Linked DNA regions of Sus scrofa: all the other regions are linked to region 3. Evidence: chromatin contacts called from public HiChIP or PLAC-seq data. All regions are on one chromosome and are shown on one strand. The core of a region is the stretch at or near the end of the contact, and the rest is flanking DNA. Distances in the headings are between cores, read along the strand shown. Region 1 holds the start of ARL14EPL (ARL14 effector protein-like). Region 2 has its middle 7.2 kb from the start of COMMD10. Region 3 holds the start of CCDC112 (coiled-coil domain-containing protein 112).

The links. HiChIP or PLAC-seq counts read pairs in DNA pulled down with a chosen protein or histone mark.
Region 1: a contact with region 3 is called in an H3K27ac HiChIP or PLAC-seq map of alveolar macrophages. The contact joins the promoter of ARL14EPL here to the promoter of CCDC112 in region 3. A contact is called at or near these places in 1 of 47 Hi-C or Micro-C datasets (subcutaneous adipose tissue) and 1 of 2 datasets of contacts at active chromatin or transcription factors (alveolar macrophages).
Region 2: an H3K27ac HiChIP or PLAC-seq map of alveolar macrophages shows a contact between it and region 3. The contact joins the enhancer-like site here to the promoter of CCDC112 in region 3. A contact is called at or near these places in 1 of 5 promoter capture datasets (liver), 5 of 47 Hi-C or Micro-C datasets (alveolar macrophages, embryonic fibroblasts, heart right ventricle and 2 more) and 1 of 2 datasets of contacts at active chromatin or transcription factors (alveolar macrophages).

The regions. Positions count from the first base shown.
Region 1 is chr2:120,193,485-120,196,413 of Sscrofa11.1, forward strand. ARL14EPL (ARL14 effector protein-like) reads left to right here and starts at 1,439. Exons shown (of 4, transcript XM_013995047.2): 1 at 1,439-2,929. It overlaps LVRN (aminopeptidase Q), which reads left to right. Exons shown (of 19, transcript XM_013995045.2): 19 at 1-244.
Region 2 is chr2:120,229,973-120,232,887 of Sscrofa11.1, forward strand. No RefSeq gene overlaps it. Among named protein-coding and RNA genes, the nearest start is that of COMMD10, 7.2 kb to the right of the region's middle. Within about 2 kb of position 1,634, at least 8 of the 83 cell types and tissues checked have an H3K27ac peak or open chromatin away from gene starts, as enhancers often do. A contact at or near this core is called in alveolar macrophages and retroperitoneal adipose tissue, where this site is marked.
Region 3 is chr2:119,479,276-119,482,245 of Sscrofa11.1, forward strand. CCDC112 (coiled-coil domain-containing protein 112) reads right to left here and starts at 1,530. Exons shown (of 12, transcript XM_021084645.1): 1 at 1,500-1,530. LOC110259444 (a long non-coding RNA gene) reads right to left here. Exons shown (of 3, transcript XR_002341855.1): 3 at 1,533-1,567.

The DNA.
Region 1 (2,929 bases), core at 189-2,688, 710 kb after region 3:
GAATATATGGAAGCAGCTTAGTTTTGTCACACCTGATGTAATCAGGACTGCTAAGGCAAATCATCTTACTCTAGACTTTGTGTGTATACCATTTAATTCTTGTTTTAATTTTGATTTTGTTTTTTAATTTTGAATTTGAATAGAATGGGGTAAAAGTACAGATCTCCTATCTACCTCAAAGTGATGTTATAAAGATTAAAGAATATGTCAATTAAAAGCCTTTAAATATGCTATATAGACTGAAGATAGTGTGATCTAAGGTGTTTTTTTTTTTTCCAATTTCTTGTGTAAGTTAATGCAGCCTCAAATTGAAATGCAAGACAAAGGTTCACTTTCTTATTCACTTCACAAGAAGATACTCCCGGAGTGGGAACAGGAGGCTATAGGACTTGGCCATGAGGACAAACCGAAGTACACTCTGCACAGACTTGACCATACATCATAGGTCAGAGAGTTTTTTCTTTAAATTTAGCAACTTAAAAGTTAAGCCATAAAATTGTTACACGTGTAACATCTTCCTAAATTTTCTTAAATATCAGCTTCATATTTCCTCTATTTTCTCCAATCTTATCTTTCAATAATCCTGTCATGTATCATCTCACTGCTTTCTCCTCCTCTTTTTCTCTCTTCCAACTATGAGTTTTGTGTCTTTGTTTTTGAAGTATAGTTGACCTACATACAATATGATGTGAGTTCCTGGTACACGGTATAGTGATTCATGATTTATATACATTTCAAAATGATAAGCATGATAGGTCGAGTTGTAATTTGTCACCATACAAAGCTATTCAGAACTATTGACTGTATTCCCCATACTGTACATTTCATACTTGTGGCCTTTATTTTGTAGCTGGAAGTTTGCACTTCTTAATCTCCCTCACCCACTATTCTCTTCCCCATAACCCCCTTCCCTCTGGCAACCACTTGTTTATTCTCTGTATCTATGACTGTGTTTCTATTTTGTTATGTTTGTTCATTTGTCTTATTTTTTGGATTCCACATATAAGTGAACTCATACATTATTTGTCTTTCTGTGACTGATTTCACTTAGCATAATACCCTCTAGGTCCATCTATCTTGTTGCAAAATGCAAAATTTAATTTTTTGTGGCTAGTATTCATTGTATTTGTATACACCACATATTTTTTATCTAATCATCCAATAATGGGCACTTAGGTGGCTTCCATATCTTGGCCATTGTAAATAATGCTGCAATAAACATAGGGATGCATATGTCTTTTCTAATTAGTGTTTTTATTTTCTTTGGATAAATACTCAAGAGTGGAATTACTCAACCATATGGTAGTTCTATTTTTAATTTTTTGAGTACTCTCCATCAAATTAAATATATTATGACACTTCCTTCTGGTCTGCAGAGTAACTGCTGAAAAGTCAGCTGATAGCCTTATGGGAGTTCCCTTGCTTGTAATGTGTTGCTTTTCTCTTGCTGCTTTTAATATTCTTTCTTTTTCTTTTCTTTTCTCTTTTTCTTTTTTTGGCTGTGTGCACAGTATGAGGAAGTTACTGGGCCACAACAGTGACAAGGCCAGATCCTTAACCCACTGTATCACCGGGGAACGCCTGCTATTATTTCTTTAGCTTTAATTTTTGTCTTTTTAATTACGGTGTGTCTTGGTGTGGTCCTCTTTGGGTTGACCTATTTGGAACCCCTTGTGCTTCCTGGACCTGTATATCTGTTTCCTTCTTTTAGCTGTTATATTTTCACATGTGTCCACTTCTCCTTTCTCTCTCTCTCTCCTTCTGGGACCCCTATAATGTGAATGTTGGTATGCTTGATGTTGTCCCAAAGATCTCTTAAACTGTCCTCATTTTTTAAAATGATTTTTTCTTTTGTTCTCTTCAGCTTGAGTGACTTCCACTACTCTGTGTTTGCTGAACCATTCCTTTGTACATCTAATCTATTGTTGATTCTTCCTAGTATTTTTTTTATTTCAGTTATTGTATTCCTCAGCTGTTTGCTTCTTCTCTACATTTTCTAACTCTTTGTTAAACTCCTCATTGTGTTCATCCATTCTTCTCCTGAGTGTTTGAGTATCATTATGATTATTACTTTCAACTCTTTGTCAGTTACATTGTGTATCTCCACTTCTTTTAGTTCTTCCTCTGGGGTTTTATCTTTTTCCTTCATTTGGAACATATTCCAAATACGAAGGCTCAGAAAACAGCCTAATTCAATGTTTTTATTTTTATGTATTTGGAATGTTGGTTATGTTTCCTGATCTTGAAGAAGTGGCTTTATGCAGTATATATCCTATGGGCCCCAGAAGCTCATTCACCTCTGGTCACCAGGGCTATATGCTCTAGATGCTCTCTATGTGGGCTGCCTGATCCTTCTGTTGTGGCAGGCTGACTACCCAGGCTGCAGTGGTAAGCATGGCTGGCCCCCAGTCTGGTTGGTTGTCAGGCCCTGCCTTGTATGGGGGTTTCTGGCCCTGGTGGGTTGGGGCTGGGTCTTGACATGGCTGGCTACATGGCCAGGGGAGTCCCAGTGTTGGTGACTGCTCACTGGTGGGCAAGGCTGGGCCATAAGGCTGCTAGCTTCCAAGCCCAGGGGGATCCTAGAGCTAGTACTGACCCACTGGTGGGTGGGTCCAGATCTCAGGGTGGCTGGCTGCTAAGTCAGTGTTCCTGGAGCCTGTTCAGCCTGCTGGTGGGTGGGGCTGTGGTTGCAGGGTCTGGGGTGTCCCAGAACTGGTGTCATTATGCTGTCAGGCAAGTCTGGGGCCCAAAATATCATGGAACGGTGCTAGCCTGCTGGTGGATAGGCCAGGTCTTGACACAGCTGGCTGTGGGACCTCAGTGGTCCCAGGGCTTGTGTCTGCCCATTTGTGTGCACGGCTGTGGGCAGAAGGTCCCTAGGCTGGTTTCTGCCCTTTGGTGGTTGAGGCCAGATCCCAGGGCTAATGCT
Region 2 (2,915 bases), core at 384-2,883, 750 kb after region 3:
AGACAAGGCTCAGATTCCACATTGCTGTGGCCTGGAAACCTCCATATGCTTCAGGTGCAGCCCTAAAAAGGCAAAACAAAAAACAGAAAACAAAAAGAAAGAAAGAAAAAGAAAAAAAGTTGTTTCTTTAACAAAGTTATGTGTGTTCCTAAAATATTCCTTTAAGGCAGGGGTCACAAACTCAAGTGCCTCTCGGATCAGTGACAATATGATTTGTGAAACAAACTATAGATTTTAAGTTGGTAGTATTTTTTCAAAATAAAAATATCTCTGGTCACATTGCCTATGTCATCACTGAGTAGGTCAAAGAAATAAGGAAGCAAAGTATTTCCATAGTCCATTAGGCGTATTCAGACTACAGCTCTCTAGATTATTACCCTTGCAGAGATGAAAAAAAGATTAAGTTATGACCAATTTATTTTTTAAGTGATGTATTTCATTTAAGATAGCATTTATTGATAATCTGCCATTAAAGATTAAGAAATTAGTACTAATTTGTTCAGTTATCTTTGCACATTTTAAATTAGTTCTCTTAGCTATATATTAAATTTACATTTCAAACATTAAAATATTATATTTAATTTCTTAAATATAATTCCCATCTTAACTAAATCTTAATTCTAAATGGATTTAATGTTCACTACATGCCATAGCACTATTCCTGTGTACTTTATTATCTCATGGTTGGCTTCTTTTTGTTTTATTTTTATTTATTTTTTGCTTTTTAGGGCTCTACTTGTGGCATATGGAAGTCCCAGGTTAGGGGTCAAATTGGAGCCGTAGCTGCTGGCCTGCACCACAGCCACAGCAACGTGGGATCCGAGCCTCATCTGCCACCTACACCACAGCTCGTGGCAACTCTGGATCCTTAACCCCCTGAGCAAGGCCAGGAATCAAACCTGAATTCTGATGGATCCTAATTGGGTTCCTTACCACTGAGCCACAATGGGAACTCCCTTTTGGCTTGTTTTTAAACTATCACTTTTCCCAAAAAGAACTCATAAAAGGTGTAAATACAATCATATTTGAGACTGTCTGACTTCTGCTTTAATAATTGAATAACATCATAGCTGGACATAATGTACTTTTCTCAAAACTTTGTAGATTTGCTGGGAGAAGTCTGAGACTGGTTGATTTCTTTCCTCTTGTAAATGACTTACTTTTTCACCTGGATGCCTGAAGGATTTTTTTTTTTTTTAATCCTTGGAATTTGGTAATTTTGTTCCCACATCATCATTCTAGATTAGATTCTTTCAGAAAACAATTTGCTCTTTCATCAAACCCCAGACTCAGGTTTTCCATCACTCTAGGGAAACTGCCTTCCAGTGTCTATTTGTCGTGATTGTCTCTTGGAGGGGAAAGGGACTCCTGAGTCTAAATTTGGTTGCTGTTAAAACTGATGGTGCAACACATGCCCCAAGAAGGTATGACAAGTTTTATTACATCATGTGGCTTTCTGGGGAGAGCAGTAGAAACTCCTGACAGGTCCAAAAGCAGCTGGAGAGGGCGACTGGCTTTATGATGATTAGGGAGTGGGGCCTCACTGAGGGTTCCCCACACAGTTGTGGAAGTTTGTGTGGTTTGTGTGGGTTTGAACGTTCTCCCAGCGCCAAAGGAGGGAGCAACGGAGCTTCCTGTCACTGTGCCCAGATGTGGGTCAGAAGGGAAGAGGGAGTGATGGGGGCTGGGAAGCTGTCAGCACTCACGTCAAAAACGGAGTCAGGCTCTATTACAGTAATTGAGTGTGTTTTTGTGTCTCTGTTCAGTTCTTGGCTTGAAGACACAATTATCTTCATATTGGCTTTTCTTTGTTCGCAGTATCTCCTTTGTGTTTGTCTCTTTCCTGGCATTTGCTGTGAATGGTCCTTCTTTTCTGTCAATAATTCAATTTGTAATTGTGCCTCGTCTCTTCCTTTCATTTTGTTATTTCTTTATCAGTTAGGAAATGGTGTGCTTTTAGTCCACAATTTCTTTTTTTTTTTCTTTCTTTCATTCACAATGCCTTTCATTGGCTAGTTTTGTTGTTTCATCAAGTGTTATTTTAGTTCTTGTGCCACTGAATTTCTTTTCACAGTAACTTCTACCCTGAGCGTTCGCATGGCATTTTTCTTTTGTCTCTGAGGTTACATTTTATTCCAGATTGAACTTTTCATCTATTTCTTGTATGCTGTGTACCTCTCTTTCCTGTATTTTTCGGCATGATGATTGCATAGTTATGCCCTGTCTTCTCACCCTCCTTGGGTTGAATGTGGACAGCTCTGGCCAGACCTCTGCTTCCTCTGATGTAATAATGCCAGTCTCCTTAGTTCCTTCGCCTGTTACCCTGAGATCTGTTTTTCCATCTAAAGGGCTCAGAGGTGCATTTGCTCTACATTTTTTTTTTTTTAAACAAAAGCTTAACGGGAACTGGGGCTGAGGGGGACTCTTGTTGTGGATTTAATTTTCATTTTCTCATCTCTGAGGTTTAGTTCCCTATCCTATATCAGGATTCACTCTACCTGGTAGGGGCGTGTGCAGCCCGTGAGGGCAGATACCCCTTCATTAGCTGTGGTGCCCCAGAGCTTCTGCTTCCTCTGAAGTCAGACCTGGTTGTTCACGTCCTCATTTCACTCTTTCACTTCCACCTGGTATGAGGGAAGGGTTGGGATGCCTGTGGGTTTCAGCCGGTGTCACCAGTGAGGTGGGGGGTGGGCAGAGGAAAGGCTTTTTTCACTGGGCTCCAGTGTAACCTTTTCCACTGGCTATTCTCAGCAGGATATCTTTTCTTCTTATCTTATCTTCAGATTTCCAGCTTGACATTCATCATCTGGGATATTAGATATAGTTTTGTTTTATTCTGCCTCATTGCTCTACTTTTTCCCTCCCTAAGAGACACCAGAAGCCTGATTCCTGCAGGTCCCTCCACTCTCCAGGGC
Region 3 (2,970 bases), core at 280-2,779:
TGTGAGCAGTGAGTGGCTCAGATAAAGGTCCTCTTAAAGATGTTCCTTTTAGCCATGAGCTTGGACTGATGAGCTTCTGGTTTTTTAAGAGCTGACAAGCCTGTAGTAGCAGACTCCTCCTTGGCAGTAATAATTAAAACCTTCCGCCACTGCCATAGCTACTGCTGCTGCTGGAACTGCCATGGCCATCTTAGTTTCATGGTTCAGCAAAGTATTGGCCTCTACCACCACAGGGGCCAGAACTTCTGCCTCCAAAGTTTCCTCCTTTCATGGGTCCAAAATTTGAAGATTGATTGTTGTAAGTGCCAAAATCATTGTCGCTTCCACCACCTCCAAAACTGCTTCCATCATTACCAAATCCATTATAGCCATCCCCACTGCCACCACATCCACCACCACCATGACTGCCACCAAGACATTGGTTTTTTCTTTAAAACTCTGTTCACATCTTTCCCCAGTGGGATTTGGCTTTTCTCTTTCCAGATTTTAAGAGCGCTTCATCAATTAGGCGATTATAATATAATTTAGTGATGTAAATTACAAATATTTCCTTCTAGGTTTTTAAATTGTTTAGTGGCATTTGCTTTGAAAAAGTTTTTTTGTTTTTATGTAGTCAAGTTTGTCAATGTTTTAGGACATTCTTTGATGCTTCTGGATTTGTAGTTATAATTGGAAAGGCTCAGTTTATAAAAAAACAAATCCTTGTTTTCTTGTGTAGTTTTACTTTTTACATTTAGATATTTGGATTATTTGGATTTCATTCTCATATCCAGCCTGAGCCATGGATTCAATTTTACTTTTTCCCAAATGGCTATCCAGTTATGCCAAAAACATTTATTAAAAATAGTACATTTTCACCAGTGATTTTAGGTGCCACTTTTCACATATAATTGCTCTACTTTGAATTTCTTATTCTATTCTATAATTCTCTATATCTAGTTATGTATCCGTGAACATACTTCTTTATTTATAAGGGCTTTATAAAATGTTTTAACAACTTACAGAGCTAGTTCCTCTCTTCTTTTTGGGGTTTTCTTACCTTTCTTTGCTTGTTCATTTCCCAAAATAACTTTAGAATCAAGAGTCTATTTTAGGAGAAAAAAATCTCAATATTTTTAATGGAATCACATTATACATATATATATTTTTTTACTAACTTGAGAAGAATTAACATATGTGTGATGTAGAGTTGTCCAATTCATGAACAAGGTATGCTTTTACATTTTTTCAAGTCTACTTTTGCATCTTTCAAGAGTAAATATTTTAAGTTTATTCCTAAGTTTTAAAAATCTTTTTTATTACAACTACAGCTGTGATTTCCCTTTCCTCAATATCACCTAGTTGGTTACTCTTTGGGTATACAAAAGACTACTGATTTTTATTTAATTTTTTTTACATTGCTACTTAATCAAGTCTCTTAATTTTAGTTTTTAGAATGATTCTTTTAGGGTTTCCTTTTACATTGTTACATTATCTATTGCAAACAGAGATCATGTTACCTCTTTCTTTCCAATTCTCAAACTTATTCCAGACAGGAAGAAGGAAGAAAGCTGTCAACTGGGTTCCCCTGAAATCAGATCATAAAATTAAGATGCAGAAGGGCCAAATGTTTTGTTTTAATAATTATGCAGCGATTTTTACTACAAATTGAACAATTGTGAAACAGTTATGATTCATCCCAAAGTCAGAGAATAATATACTCAAAATGTATAGAACTGCCCCAGAGAGTTAGGCAAAATCAAATATATTCTTATGCCTAGGCACTGGATTCTTTTTACATAAGGCTTAATTATTAACAAAATATCTGTATTACTCTCCTAAACACTCTAAGTAAGTGTATAATTTTATAGTTCACCTACGGAATCCACTAGTATAAAGTGACAGAGCTGGAATAAAGTTGGTTCATATTGACTTCTGAAATCAGAATAAAAGGTAACCAATATTGCTTACATAAGGAGAGATAATTTCCTCTACGGTTTTCACGTTAAAAAAAAAAAAAAGTTAAGAGTTCCCTTGTGGTGCAGAAGGTTAAGGATCTTGTGTTGTCACTGCTATGGCTTTGTTGCTGCTGTAGTGCAGGTTTGATCTCTGACCTGGGAATGTCCACATGCCATGGGTACAGCCAAAAAAAAAAAAAAAAAAAAAATTTGAACTCCTTTTGGCTGACCTTGAAATTACTGCTCTCATACAAAATATTCACTTGTTTAAACTTAACTATATTATTCCTGGAAACTAAAAAGAGAAAGTGATTTAAAGAGTTCCCAGCCTTTCTGCCTGTACTTTGCAGTCCTTCAGAAATATTAATGTTCCCTAACCAGGTAGTCTCCAACAGACTGTCATTTGCCAGAGGATGGGCCCCAAATATCTGTTGTTGAACAATAACAACAGCCAGAGAAACAACAGTCAATCTGCCTCAAAAGTAGCTGTTAAAGACAATTTAAAGGTAGGTTTGTATAAAAAGGAAAAAAATGTGAATATTTATTTTAAAAATAATAATCCTTACTTTTTATGGCCTACTGTGTGCTAAACACTCTTCTCAACACACATAACTATGCTTTGGTGTAAATAAATCAATTTTAAGCATCTTAGTTAATACACTTTCTAAGATAATATAGCTAGAACATGGCACAGCCAAGCATCAAGCCTGGATCTGACTTTATAGTCAATATTTATTTTCCCAATGCCTAAAAACATCAGAGCTTATTTTTCTTGTTTTGAAAAATAATTTTTTCCCAGAGGCTAGTAGAAAATAAAGAAGATAATCACTTGTGTTCGAATGGATGTTGACGATTCTTTTGCGGGTAGTCCCAGGGTTTTATTTTTCAGATTTGCCTCAGGGAAATGAAAAATCTTCAGTATGGTTGACAGTTTTACGACTATACCACTTGGCCCCAGTAGAGCATTTCTGCTTGAAAATTCAAACCAATGTGATGAACATGAACTTATCATTTAAAAAATTGATTTCAGAAA